2 separate regions of the Anas platyrhynchos genome follow, and region 1 is linked to region 2. Evidence: chromatin contacts called from public Hi-C data. All regions are on one chromosome and are shown on one strand. Each heading gives the region's core, a stretch centred on a gene start, on an enhancer-like site or on the middle of the called end of the contact. The rest is flanking DNA. Distances are from core to core; before and after follow the strand shown. Region 1 holds the start of LIN52 (lin-52 DREAM MuvB core complex component). Region 2 overlaps ABCD4 (ATP binding cassette subfamily D member 4).

Region 1 (7,381 bases), core at 3,500-5,999, 110 kb after region 2:
TGAAATGCCCATAAAAAATACTGGAGGAAGCTCTGTTAGCATTATCCCAGTTCAAATGACATTTGCTGCATCCAAGACCTCTGACATTAAAAGGTCACCTCTGAAGTTCTTAGTTGCTGTTTGATGAACTTAAGTGTTACAATCAAAGCATGGCAAGTCTATTCAGTTTCACCCAATTGAGAAACCAAGTCATGTTAACAATTTAATTCGATTCACAGAAACCACAGGGCATTCAACAAAATAGCCAGGGTTATAGAAAGTAAAGGTAAGCCTATAGGAAAAAGAAGAGGAAAGTTAGTTAAAAAGAGCATTTGTGAGAAACACAGGAAAGCAAAAGACACAGAAATCCATGGTCAAAAAGCTAGGGACAAATGGTACTACATATAAGAATGTGGAATCTGTGTAGTATTCAGCCATTCCTAGACAAATGCAGTAGATACGGACACAGCATGCAATATAGTTGTTTTCTTCCTGTATTTATCTAGAAATATAGTTTATATAGTTATATCACAAATGAAAAATTCTTTCTTGACAGCACAGATAGACATTATAACATAGAGAGTTAACTCTATGTCATCAGATCCTGATAATTTGCATCCTGTATTTTAAGTTATCTTGCCAAATGGTTCTGTGGACAGTAATGTTCACTGCCAGTAACTGCTGCACCACTCAAGATGCTCCCGAAGACTGAAAAGCCTGTGCTAGTATTTTTAAAAAACGTGTAGAATAACCCAAATGATTAGGAGTATATCAGCCTTCCACTGATCCCCGGCAAAATACTAAGGCAGTTCATCAGAATTTAAGAAAAAAAGACATATAATTAAGTAATTATTAATTTCAAACCGTATCTTGTTAAATTCACTGCTCAGATCTCAATTTTAAATGTCAGAATACTGCCTTGATAAAGAAAGCTTTTGAAGAGGTACCCAGTCCCACACGTCACTTTGCCTCATGAACTACAATACAAATTTACAAGAAGGGTGCTGTGAACTGATTCAGTAACAGACCTCATGACATAACTACAACAGGAAATGTGTCACAAAAACATGTCTTGGGAAAAAGAAGCTTCAAATCATGACAAACTGTACAAATTTATTTTAAGAAGTATCAAGAATTCTATGAGAAGCTTCATGCTGCCATCTAGAGGAGATGTGTCTGCATGTTTTTTTAATCCTGTTTTCGATAAGCATTTTCAATGATCAGCCACATAAAACATGGAGTAATGCATTTAAATGTACAAAGGTATAATCAAATCATGTACCTCTGGACCAAAACCACAAGTTTCTTAACTTTAATAAATGGACCTTTTGTACATTTCTTCTTGTTTTCTCACTTACCTAAGTCTGCAAGAGAAAACTTAAAGACAGTATTGGAAAAAATGGTCCTGAGAGGCCCTGTTCAAACTCAGTACTTCATTTTCTGTGAAAATTTTCCTAAGATGAATGTGTATGTTATGACATACAAAGCATTATGTATATTACAGGTTAAAGGAAAGTAGACTTCATTGACAACTAGTTACAAACACGAAGAGAGCTTTCATAAGCCTTAAAAATTCAAGAATTCAGTTACCATAGACTAACGGTTTTAAATCTCAGATCTCAAACGGTTTTTTCCTCACTTGGTCTATTCGTATTTATTTGTTCTCAGTAAAAATAAATGCAACATAAACATTTCTAAGCTTTGTGCACTTAATGTAACTTATACTCCGCTTAAACTCCATTTAGCATAGCAAAGCTCTTTGATGTGTAAGCCTACAGCTTAACTGGGAGAGCCAATCAGCCAGTCTTTGTATTTGACTAAGATTTCCATCATTGAAGTATAACTTCTATACCCCTAAATGCTTCTTACAATCTTAAAAGGTATTAGCACTGAAAGTAAAATAAATTTAAGTGCATGGAGTGTGTTCAGTCTTAATGACCTGTTGATAAGAAAGCATCAAAGCATTCTAGGCTTACTGTTGGTAAGCTTTCAAAGCTCTGTGCATAGAGCAAGAGTAACTGCAGCTAAAGTCTATGAAAGGCCAAAATTAAGCAAAGAAAGTTAAATGTGTCAACGTGCACAGGTAGTGCTTAAAGGAAGCACAATCTCCCTTGAAATCTTCAAAGCTGGATCAACCTGTTAACAACAGTTCTAAATGTGATTATGAAAGCAGCAGCTTCAAAAAAATTGGTAAAAAATGGTTGTTGGTTAAGTGGGATGAAAGTCAATTTTAGAATGCAGCGACAGCACCTCCTGCTACAGCTGACTATAAAAAAATACAGCAAGTACAGAAACAGGAAGAAGCATGAGCACTAATGGCTAGCAAAATCCTACACACAAGTCTCAAGGTGTAGGCATTACACAAAGTTTCACAAAAGTACTGCTACAAATATTCAAAGAAATACCTTCAGCATCTGTACAGGAACTGAAGGAAAGTTACCTGATTTATTTAAGTCAAATATAAGTCAAAGTGGTATCTGATAATTACTGCTAAGATATTTTCCCCCACACAGGTAGACCGTAAGCTGGAGCAGCAGGCATTCTGTTGTGCAGGTGCCCTCTCCCTGTTTCTGAAGGTCACAAATTACTGTGTTATCACATTACTAGACCTTAACATTCAAACTAGAAGTCAAAACCCAAAGATAAGAAATTCTAAATGCACCCCATTAGTCTTCATTGCACCCAGGGTAGACTTGTTCAGGGTAGCACACTTTCCAATCAGATCTCCTACTGCACCTCCACAACTGTGAGATATTTGCCAAATCTGTCAACACCCTTTTCCAACTAGAGGTGTACCACAAGCACATGTTTTAGTGGGAAGATTTGCACCACAGTCGGTCACATCCATACATAGAACTTACATTCATCCAATCCCAGCTGGTAAGCCAAGTTCTGCAGGCCACGAACCTTCTCCATCAGGTTAGCTGTAGTGAGGCTCCCCAACTCTAAAAGGAGAGAAAACCACCTTTTTTAACACTGTCTGTAGACCTCTGGCTTGTTTACAGACCTCTAGTCTGGCAGTTTATACGTTTACTATTTCAGAGCATTCAAATAATACTTCCTACAATTTCAGTTTGAACTGCACAGACTGTGTTCTTTAATCCTTACACCTCATACATGAGAACCAGCAAAAAGTTATAGCCATATAAAAAGCAGTTTGTCCTACTTCCCTCACAGAACAATTCACCTGGAATTCACATGAGAAAGAAGAGCAAGCTCAAGGAAGATTACTACAAATGCCTGTAATACGCAGCAAATCCATATGCTAGCTAGCCTTTCTGCAGCTTTTCATACAGCCTTACAAACAACCATTCCACTGGAGATCTCAGGTACAAGAGTGAAAACACACTCACACAGCATCATTCAACAAGCCACTCAACAAATCTAAGCTACTCACCAAGCTTAATCATTTGGGGTCTACCAAAAAAAAAACAAAAAAACCTTTATGCCTCTTCTCAACAACAGGAGACACCTACTACATAACATAACGTATAATGTTACACAGGTTTAACTATTTCTTACTTGCTTGTTTTGAAAAAAACAGACAGCCTTTGATGTCAGGGTATTTTCCTGGAGATGACAGGAGTAACAAAAAATTCAAGTAATTGACAAGGTAGAGAGACTGCTAATCTAGATCCTTAAACTGGAGATTCTGCAAATACAAAGGCTAGAGATCAGAAGCCACAGGGCTCACTGATAGGAGTTTCTTGCTTTCAGAAGTGAAATAAATTAATGGGATAATGAAAATAAAAATAATAAAAGCACAAGCTGTTAGACATCCAGGACAAAAACTCTGAAAGAAATGTTGAACAGCCCAGAAGGATCCCTACACGTCCGGAAGGGTTCAGAAGCAAGCCCTTTAACCCTTGTTTTTTATAGGCACCGAATTCCCACCTGCTTTGACAGCCCTACTCCCCCCAGCACCCATACTCACCCTTTAACATATCTATATCATCGTTTTCCAGCTCAGCCATCCATTTGGGAGGAGAACTCGTAATGGGCTGGTTTGGAAAAGAAAAGAAGAAGCAGAAAACAGACCGTGCTCAGACCAGGGCATCTTTGGGAACATACAAGGAAGTTTAACCTAGAAGTTAAGGCCAGTTTAACTGACAGGAAAGATGAGGGTTCCAGGAGCTCTGTGGGGATAGTTTAACGCTTAACCTTGTTTTCTACCTTCCCCTGGACGTTTTAGGGGTTAAAGCAGGGCAGTGACACCCACAAACCAATGAGAGGACCCAGAGGAGGCTTCCCTAAGGCTTAAAGCCCTTCCTTCCCCCCCAGGCTGCAGAGGGGAGGCTCGGCCAGGAGGCGGGCAGCAGCAGAGGAGACCCAGAGCGGGTGGCTTACACTTTTGAAGGAGGCGGCGAACTCGGCGACTCCCGGCACTGCAAGACAGAGAGCGGCCGTGAGCGGGGCGGGCAGGGCTCCCCCCACACACACCCCAAACCCTCCACAGCCCCCCAAAACTCACGCTGCTCGGGCCACAGGTCCGGGGAAGCCCGGTCCAGCTTCTCAAAGCTCAGCAGCGAGGCCTCCAGGTCGGCGCCTGCAAGAGACGGCGGTGAGGGGGGAAGCGGTGAAGGGGGGGGAAGCGCTGAGGGGGAGCCCGCGCCCGCCGCCCCCCGCCTCACCGTCCGCGGCAGCCGCCATCTTGCCGCGTCACGTGAGCACAGCCGAGGGGGGGAGTGTGGAGGGGAGGGGGATAAAAATCCCGCCTTCGCCCCCGCAGCCAATCAGCGGCCCGGAGCGGGGGGCGGTGGAGGAGGAGGGGCGGGGAGAGGGCGTGGCCTCAGCCCGGCGGGCCAATGGGAGAGCAGGGGGCGGGGCTAGGGGGCGCCGCGGAGGGGTGGGGGGGTGTGGGGGGGGCAGGGACCCTCGGCCGGCATGGCGGCGGCGGCGGCGGCGGCAGCGCGGGGGGCTTGGGGCGGGCGGCGGCGCTTGGCGCTGGGGGTGAGGCGGCGGGGCCGGGACCGCGGGGGCGGCTCCGGGAGCCTGAGGGGGTTTTGGGTCGGCGGGGAGGGAGCTGGGGAGGGGGTGCGGAGCTCGCCCTGACCGCGCCGTGTCTGTGTGTTGGCAGCTGCCGCGGAGAGCCGGGGCGCCATGGGTCGCCTCAGCCGCCGCCTCCTCCTCGTCCGCTGTGGTGAGTGCCCGGGGGGGTGTGGGGGGGTGGGGGCGTGGGGGGGCTCCTCCCCCTTTCAAATAATCCAAAATTGCGCTGTGAGGAGGCGTCGAGCTCGGGGCCTCGCCTGGCAGCCAGGTGCTGGCGTGCCCGAGCTCCCCTCCGGGGGCTGCGCAGGGTCTGTGCCTTGCTAAGCGCAGCCCTGCCCGTAACCACCTGCAGTGGGATTTGCTTTCCACCCGCTGCCCTGCTCCTACCTCCCTGCTTATCCCTTACCAGCCTCGCGACAGCTCGCACCTCAGTCCCGCTTTGTCAGCTTCTTGCAGCCCTTTCTGTCCTTCTTCTTCCCACTCATCCCCTTTCGCTGCCAGCACCTGTCCAAGCCAGCCCCATTTATCTTCCGAATTCTCCCCCTGATCTCCCTTCATTACACCACGAATGGCATCCCAACCCTCTTATTCCCCCTCCCTTATCCCAAACCTTCCTTTTCCTCTCCCCTGCACGTGAGTTGGGAAGTGGTGTCCTCCCTCCGTGCTGCCTGCCAGGACGATCCGATCGCTGTGAACTCAGCACCCACAGGTTCCTCACCCACAGCTGCAGAACCACAGGGGGGCAGGGAAAGGCCAGCTTAGTGCCTGCAGCTATGAGGTTGAAAGATGAACCCGCTTAGTGGTTTGATGGGAAAGGAACGTAGTACAGTTTGTACCGGGTGGGTGGAATCCTCACAAAGTGAATTATTAACTGTTTTTTTTTCTAAACATTTATGAATTGCGGGTTTTTGATTTTCTTAGTAACATAGTGTTTAAATAGATTGAAACAGCTCTGAACATAAGTAGCAATGTACTTTTTCTGTACCAGATTTTGAAAGAACTTTAGCCATTTTGCTTGAAAGTGGGGGAAAAATGAGGCTTAGTGGTAAATGAAGACCTACATGTAATGAGGCACATTGGCACGTGGGCACCTTGAGACAAAGATCACTCACTGGCCTGCGTTTTGTCCTCCACAGCCAACAACCAAACTGTTCATCGATGGCAAGTTTGTTGAATCCAAAACTACAGAATGGATCGATATCCACAACCCAGTGAGTGAAGCAGCCGCTGCTTATATACTAACGGTCGCTGTGCAGCAAGGGTCTGTGCTTCCATTGAATCGTCTGGCGAAAGGGGAAAGTATATGTCTGTCTTGAGAAAGCTTAGTCGTGGAGCTTAAGATGGATTTAGCACCGTGTAATTGCTTCTCAGTTTCCTCTTCGCATGAAATGTCAGTCTTAGGAAAGTGATGACCTTCTTTATCTCCCCTGTGTAGTAAAAGCCTGATCTCTGAAGAGGAAGCTTAAACCCTGCTTACTGTATTTTGCTCATGGAAAGGCTCTGTGATTAGTATGTCAGAACTTCAGGCGGCTTCCTTTCACCCCGTATGTGTGCAACCTGATACGATTTGATGCCAGCTGCATGTAAAGTCCTGATAGAGATCAATTTCACTCTCGGTCCTAGGTAAAAATCTTGGCAGCTGAAGCTTCTCTCCTTTGAGAAAATTTCCATCTCTGTGCCGTGATATTCACTGTGGATTTAGAGGCTGGATGCTGTGCAGTGCAAAATGAGCTTAGATGAGTAGCACTTGCACTTGCCTGAGTCCTGCACCAAAGGGCCCAGAATTCTGACCCTTGCAGTAAGCATTTGGACAGCAGTTTTTAAAACTTCTCTGTAAAGACCTATTTTGATGTGCTTTGTGGAAGTGTTATGGGCTGCAAGCTGTGTTCCTGAAGCTCATTCGGTCACTCTGGGGCAACCAGTGTTCTTTTTTTCCTAAGTAGCTTCTCTCTTAGTGACCTACCTGATGGTTTTGTTATGTCAAAGCAGACTTAATTTTTAAGTGTGCGTGAGAAGGAGGTCAAACCAACAAAGACAAGCCTTAAAAGCTAAAATACTATAGCACTAAGGTTACTCATAAAGATCTTTTTTTCAGCCTAGTGACCTAGGTAAACTAAGATCAGTGTCAATTGCACAATCACATGCTGCTCTTTGCAAAGCAACCTTGCTTTGTTTAATGCACAAGAGCAAATGAGCCAAGACGATAGAGAAGGAAAAGACTGTAGGCCACAGAAACCTTTCTAAAAGCTGAAAAATATATCAGACAAGTCACTTCAACTCCAACTTGGAAGCCAGCACTGCATTTACAGCTTTCTGCATGTCTATTCTGAGATGTGAGAGGGCAGGTTTTCAGAACTAGGAAATACATAGAATTCCTGTTGTAGCCCAGGCCTTTTGCCTGTTCCAGGGAAGG
Region 2 (6,868 bases), core at 1,710-4,209:
TCTAACGTCTCTTCTTCTTTGTCTCGGTGGTGGCCCAGCAGCTATTCTGAGGAGGACGCAGTGCCAAAGGACACGGCTTTCCTTCTGGAGCGAGTGACACTCTCAGTGCCATCCTCTGGCAAGCTGCTCATTAAAGACCTGAGCCTCAGGATCTCACAAGGAGACAGCGTGATGATCGTGGGGAACACTGGCACAGGGAAAACATCTCTCCTGAGGGTCCTCGGGGGACTCTGGGAAAGCACACGGGGTAAGGACTGCAGGTCTCCATATCCTTCTCTTCTTCAACGAGGGCTGTCCTAGCTGAGTTTAGAAGGTAGCAACAAGAATTTGCAAGACGAGTGCCACTTGTGATATTAAACGTGTCACCATTTGAACTGTCCCTTCTCTGGATCACAAACTTCTCTGCGGCTCTCATCGCTTTGCTCCGTGCTGCCCATCTGCCTTTTCTGGGATGCGAAGGCGAATCCATGGCAGCAGCGAGGCGTTCCTAGCAGGCGCTGCAGGCTTAGCATGCGTGTGTCTCTGTGCAGGGAGCATCCAGATGCTGACCTGCTTTGGCCCCCACGGAGTGCTGTTCCTGCCGCAGCGGCCGTTCTTCACCGATGGCAGCCTGCGTGAGCAGGTGAGCCCTGGGCCAGCTGGCCCCAGCCCTGCAGGGCTCTTAGCGTGCCTCTGCAAACCCGCGTGCAGCAGGAAGGCCTGCAAGGGGGAGGATGCATGCGACTGCTCCTTCCCTTTTGGCTGACTTTGTGCCACCACCGCTGTGTTTCAGATGAGCCGTGTCCAGCTCCCTCTGACATGGCTTCTGTTGGTCTGTTTGACAGGTGATATACCCCCTGAAGGAGATCTACCCAGTGTCAGGTACGTGGAAATTCATCGCAGCAATTAGCCAACCCTGTGGTTTCAGCTCTCTGTTCTGTGCCCAGTGCAGCTTCTCCTCTCCCATGCCCCATCAGGAATGCTGTTTCACTTCTGTTGCACTCTGCTTTTCCCTGCAAGGTTTGCTCAGCATTCCCTTGCTTTCAAGAAGAATGCTTTCTCTTGATGCAGTGAGGACAGGCTGGCTGTGCTCTGCATGTTGTACTATGATCCGTGCTGAGACACCCTGCTGCTTTCTAAACTTGCTGTTGGGATTCGTCTGATCCATCTGGTACAACCTGCGTATGGGAAGCCGTGTTTGCCTTTATCTCAGTTTCCATGTACCATGTACCAGTGTCCATCTGTGACACACCAGGACCCAGTATAGATAAGTGGTTGAGTCAGCTCCAGCGGACCTCAGGAGTTTCTCCAAACCTTCCCTGCTGCCCCACGGCCTCCCCCTTGCAGCTGTGGTCTCAGCAGACGCGTCCTGTATTTAATCACTTTCTCCCCCAGGGCCTGCAGATGATGAGAGGATCGTGCGATTCCTGGAGTTGGCCGGGCTGGTGAGTCCCTGGTGGCGCTGCTGCTGGAGAGGGATGAAGGGATGAGGGATGAGGTGCTGTGGCAGCACGGCACAACCACGGGCTGGACACACGCAGGGGACTGGGTTGTAGCTGGGACAGGACTGTCCATGGGAACAGGCGGAGGAGGAGGGGTATGGAGCAACTTCAGACCAAGCAGGAGAAGACTGGGTAGCAGGGAGGGGATGATTGTACACAGGGCTGTGTCCCTGGGGGGCTGGCAGGGCTGGGGCAGTGTTCACACATCTGCTGTGCTCTCTGCAGGCTGATCTGCTGGAAAGGGCTGGAGGACTGGATGAGCAGGTGGACTGGAACTGGTAAGGCAGCTCACTGGGGGAATTTGGATGATCCCTCTGGTTGGGGAACGCTTCTAAGCAGCTGCACATTGCTGCTGGACTGGGGAGCATCTGTGTCCACCTGTGTCTTGTGAGAGGTGGGCTGTGCAGGGCTGAAAGGTTCCTGCCCCAAGCATCAATACAACATCAGCAGCCATGCTCTCTGCAGGAAACTGATTGCACAGTGGAGGGGGAGCACTGGGTGCACACAGGGCCAGTCATTTGCTGGGGTCTCCAGTACCAGCAACCACAAGCTCTTTAGCAAACAAGCTCTCTTTCTTAAGGGAGATTTTTGAATCTCGACCCTGCTGCAGGTATGATATCCTGTCCCCGGGGGAGATGCAGAGGCTCTCATTTGCACGTCTCTTCTACCTCCAGCCAAGATATGCAGGTGAGTGAACAACTGCAGAAGAAAGGCAGTGCCTTTGGCACAAACAGAAGCTGGTACAGAGGCAGCTTGGGAGCATGCTCGGTCTTAGTGATGATTTTAGGCAGCACACACAGGATTCAGAGGTGAAAATATTTCACTATCTTTGTGGCAGGGGGTAAATGAAGAGGTTTTGTGTAAAACCTCGTGTTCTTAGGGAAATATTAATGAGTGTTCGTGGTCCAGGTGTAATTACACCTGAGAGAGCACCCTCTCAACCTGCTCAACAGCTGCCATGTAAAGAAGCAGATGTGCTAGTGAGCACAAGCACAGTGTCAGCTGCCCTGTGTGCGGCTCACCAGCCTCCGTGGGGCTGTGGAAATGATGTGCCCTTGGGAACAGCTATAACACGGCAAAAGAGGACAAGAAGTGGTAGAAGAAACACTGCTGAGAGATCACAGAGGCAGCTCACGTTTGCAGTTTGGTCTAATTGCTTTGCACATTTAGATGGCTGGGGGGCTATTGGAGGAGTTATCAGAGGGGCCAGGGTAGATGTGTGTGCACAGAGCCAGTGTCAGTAGCAGGGAGCAACACTTAAGTACCTCTCATCTCCTGAAGCCTGCAGCACTGCTCTGTGCTATCTGGTCAGAAGGAACCTGAGGACTGTCAACTAAGAGCTGTAGAGATGATGTAAAACAAATTGCATTCATTTGCTCCAGGCCAGTAGTATTTGCTTTTAGCTGTCAGGAAGCCACGCCAGGCCATCCTGGCTGCTGCACCTGGGCTCTTGGCCAGGGAGGTGACGAGGCTGCTGTTCAGCCAGGCGCTCTGGCATGCAGCCCGTGTTGGGAAGGTCACGGCTTAGATTTCACAGTGGTGAGAACAGGGCAGTGGCTGGCAGCTTTTGAGGGAAAGGAATGAGGTGAACAGGGCTGTTTGAGTGGATTTAAGGGCTTGTGGGGAAGGGCAGCCTTCCCACTTGGCTGGCAGCAGCTGTACCAGAGTAAAGTCAAGGTCCTTAGGCTTCTTGCTTGCTCTTGGTGAGCTCCACTTAACATGTGAAATATCCCGAGCAGTCACTGCTCGTTTGCCCAGGGGGAGAGGACAAGTTGGGAGAGGAGGGATGTGTGGGGCTTACGGCTTGTTTCTCAGTGCTAGATGAAGCCACCAGTGCCCTGACAGAAGAGGTGGAGCATGAGCTGTACCGTGTGTGCCTTCAGCTGGGCATGACGCTGGTCAGTGTGGGACACAGGCCCAGCCTGGAGAAGGTGAGGAGGGGAGGTGGCGTTACATGACTGGTGGCAAGGGGGGGAGGCAGAGAGGGTGCCTGGTGAGCAGAGGGGAATGGCTGAGGCTGCAGAGCCTTGCTGTGGGAGAACACGCCCTCAACAGGAACATCCCTCAGTTGTTGTGTCGCTGAATTGCAGTTCCACAGCTGGATTTTGAAGCTTCATGGCGAGGGAAGATGGGAACTCATGCGATGTGAGAGGATGAAGCGGCTCCCATCTGAGGAAGGGTGCTGATAAACATGCCCGAGTCTGCACAGCTGCAGAACCTGCGCACCCCTGGGAGAGCTCTGAAGAGCAGACTGGGAGTGCGGAGCCAGCAGCTGCCAACAAGGCATTCGTTTGGTGCAAAACCAGTTACAGATTTTGCTGATGGATGTCCAGCCAAGTCTGAACTTCACGGGGGAAGGGGCTGAGCTGCTGTGCTGCTGCAAAAGACAACACTGCCTCATGGGTTTTGTATAAGCCATGGGCAGAGGAACCTCCCCTCACCCAGGATGCAGCAGTGCAAGGATGGGATGCAACCTGATGTTGTGCTGTCTTTGCCTCACCGGGACCTCTGCCTCTGGTGTACAGCTCTGCAGTACGGGCTTCTGTAGCTCTGGTTCTACCAAAAGGGATTCTGAGCTGCTGGCTCCCCAGGCAGTTAAGGGATGCATTGTAATGGGAGGAGGAGGCCGGCACAGAAAAGGACATGGCTCTCCTCTCCTTAAGACACAGGGTTAAGGTTCAAATAAACATTTTTGTATTAAAATCTAGGGTCTGTTATCCATGTTCCTGGAGAAGAATCCGTTTGTGTTATCCAGGCTTCTGCCTCTTCTGCTTTTTTTCTTTCTGCTTTAGGAGAGATGACTGTGTGTTGGCAGTGCTCTTGGACTAGACTAGTGGTGAAGAGCAGAGCAGGGGTAGGGCTGCATGCACTCTGCTGGGGTGATGCCATGGTGGCAGGCTCACAGCACACAACCTCCTCCTTCCCCTGCCTCTGCGCCTCCTCTCCCCTTGCTCCCAAGTCCCAACTCCCTCGCCTTGCTGAGCTGGCAACTGCTCTCTGTCAGAGCAGGCCCGCTGAGTAAGAGGTGGCTATTTTTACACAGCCACTTTTCTGACCAGCACAGAAGCCTTCCAGGAAGCCTTCCAAGCATGAATTGCTTTCGGATCTGATCAGCAAAGGCTGTGCACTGCCTGCCTGCCAGTACGGGCGCTGCAGGAGGAGCCACCAGTTACTGACCAGCAGGTGCTCCTGGGTTTGTCTGCAGCTCCAGCCACTGCTGCTGCAGGACAACGTTCCCTCATCATGCACCATCCCTGCACTCACCAGGTTTGGGAAATGTCCCATGCCTCCCTGTGGTGCATGGTCTGGCATTCAGCACCTGGAAGCTTCATGGGGAGTTGCCTTTGATCAGAGTACTACTGCCTCCCCTGTGGAGCTATGGAGGCCCCATAGCTCCAGGATGGACCAACAGCACTAAGAGGTCTCATGTTCTCTTTGCTCTTTGTGGCAATTCCCCAGGTATGCCTTGCCCTCTAACTGATCAGGGAGAGCAGCACCTGAGCCTCATCTTCTTCATATCTGTGTGGGCAGGAAGATGTTGGTCTCTCTGTGCTGCTTTGGAGCTCACTGAAATGCTTTCTGGCTAAGGTCTGACACCCAACCCCTTCTTCTCTTTGGCTGAATTCATCTTCCTTGAAGAAGTGACCAGACTCATACACAGTATTCCAGTTTAGTTTTATTCTCGTTCATATCTTTACAGAAAATGGCACATAAATCACAGGTTCTGAATGACTAGAAGTTGTTACAGCTCCATATCTCAAACACCTCAATACTGAATTCTTTTCTCACTGTATATACATTATTTACACACCGCGGGCTATAATCTAACACCTTGAACTTTGAACAAACTGGGGACAAAGACAGATGGGGGCTGTATGAAGGGGGTCAATTTTGACAGAATAAAAACAGTAGCTCTGGGGAGAGGGTGCTGGCAGCTGAAAGCGGGGCAGAGAGGGCTGTGTGGAAGTGACTGTCCTACATCCTCCTTGGGGAACACAGCCTGACCGGGATGGAAGGGTGATGGTAACATGGGGCACTGCAAAAAACAGCGGGTTTGGCTGCGTGGGTCTGTGTGTGCACGTGTGGGGTCAGCGAGGAGACATATGTACACATTACAGCATGTGTCAGGGGCGGATCTGCATGGCTGTCGTTCCCTTTAGCGCTCAGAGGGCAAGCGGGGCAAATTCAATTCCATAAATAAGTTTGGCAAATGTTGTTGCATCTCCTGGAATAATTTAAGCGGTAAATGTTTCCCCTGGCATTCGACCTCTCTGCAGTGGAGGCTCTGGCCTTCGGGACACAGACACATTTAGCCGTCTCTGCCAGCCTTGCGGGAGCAGCCTGCCCCTAGCGTGTTTTACAGCCAGGGCTGCAGGCATTGCTGTGCAGCGAGGTAGAAGCTGCAGGGATGGTGCCTGGCCCTGCAGCCCGAGGGATGCTGAGCTAAATAGCGTGGCACCGGCCTCCAGAGCCCACCACCGTGATGGCTTCAGCCCCTGAGTGTGTGTGGAGGAGACGACGGTGTGGGCCGGGGTGACCTGGAGGTGCAAGGTGTGAATGGGACATCAGGTCTGTGGGCAAAGCCTGTGTCTCCCCTCATAAAGGAGGCAAAAATCAACTGCCCCAAACCCACAGCCCCTGGTGCTGGGGGCCGCAGGCTCGTCCTGCCACAGGCAGGGCTGGGGCAGCGGGTGATGGCCGGGTTGTGGGGCACAGCAGCAACACGGGGCAGGAGGAGGAGCTGAACCAGGCTGAGCCAGCCTGGAGGAGGCTGGATGGGGCCTGGGGCCGGAGCCACGGTCCCCCCTGGGGTGGTGATGGAGATGAGGAAGGGGCAGGGGTGAGGGAGGCCCTGGGGGCAGAGGAGCGAGGGGCAGGGCTGCGCTCCAGGGGAGTGCCCCTTGGGGCTGCCCCATGCACAGAGGCCGGGCCCCATGCCCCAAAAGGGGGCGGCAGGGGGGGGCCTGGCCAGCTTCAGCCCCTGGAGGACACAGTGTCTGTTGGGGCTGTCTCCTGCTGCCTCTGCCCCCCCTAGATCAGCTTCTCCTCCTTCTGCGACACGCTGGACTTCTCCGTCTGCCTCTCGTCCTCTGCCGCCTCCTCCCCTTTCTCTGGCTTCCTGGGGGTGTCCCCAGCGATGGTCCCCAGGACTTTGGTGCTGTGCTCCTGAGCTTTGGCCCTGAGGGCGGCAATGCTGTTTTCTCTCAGTTCCTCCTGGGAAATGGCGGTTTTGGGATCTGGGCCCCTCTCTTCCTTGTCACCCTTGTCAAGCTTGGGCAGGGCCTGGCGCTCCACCTCCGTCTTCCTCCCCGCCTCAGCCGCTGCTTCCAGAGACTTTTTGTGCATCCCTAAAAAGAATTGTTGGTATTCGGGTTTAGAAAAGCGCC

Evidence for each region. Hi-C and Micro-C count contacts between places; a contact is called where the count stands out from the background.
Region 1: a Hi-C map of F1 follicle shows a contact between it and region 2, with 4 times the contacts expected there. The contact joins the promoter of LIN52 here to the enhancer-like site in region 2. A contact is called at or near these places in 3 of 8 Hi-C or Micro-C datasets (F1 follicle, skeletal muscle and subcutaneous adipose tissue).

Annotation. Positions count from the first base shown.
Region 1 is chr5:24,583,261-24,590,641 of IASCAAS_PekinDuck_T2T, forward strand. LIN52 (lin-52 DREAM MuvB core complex component) reads right to left here and starts at 4,750. Exons shown (of 6, transcript XM_027459621.3): 1 at 4,611-4,750; 2 at 4,451-4,525; 3 at 4,327-4,364; 4 at 3,914-3,980; 5 at 2,841-2,924. The coding sequence starts at 4,629. It overlaps ALDH6A1 (aldehyde dehydrogenase 6 family member A1), which reads left to right and starts at 4,827. Exons shown (of 12, transcript XM_038179530.2): 1 at 4,827-4,929; 2 at 5,057-5,119; 3 at 6,105-6,179. The coding sequence starts at 4,864.
Region 2 is chr5:24,478,637-24,485,504 of IASCAAS_PekinDuck_T2T, forward strand. ABCD4 (ATP binding cassette subfamily D member 4) reads left to right here. Exons shown (of 18, transcript XM_038180284.2): 11 at 39-247; 12 at 531-622; 13 at 825-861; 14 at 1,375-1,424; 15 at 1,707-1,759; 16 at 2,092-2,168; 17 at 3,297-3,412; 18 at 3,572-4,188. The coding sequence ends at 3,667. VSX2 (visual system homeobox 2) reads right to left here. Exons shown (of 5, transcript XM_038180285.2): 5 at 5,145-6,829. The coding sequence ends at 6,513. Among named protein-coding and RNA genes, the nearest start is that of ABCD4, 16 kb to the left of the region's middle. Within about 2 kb of position 2,960, at least 5 of the 8 cell types and tissues checked have an H3K27ac peak or open chromatin away from gene starts, as enhancers often do. A contact at or near this core is called in F1 follicle and subcutaneous adipose tissue, where this site is marked.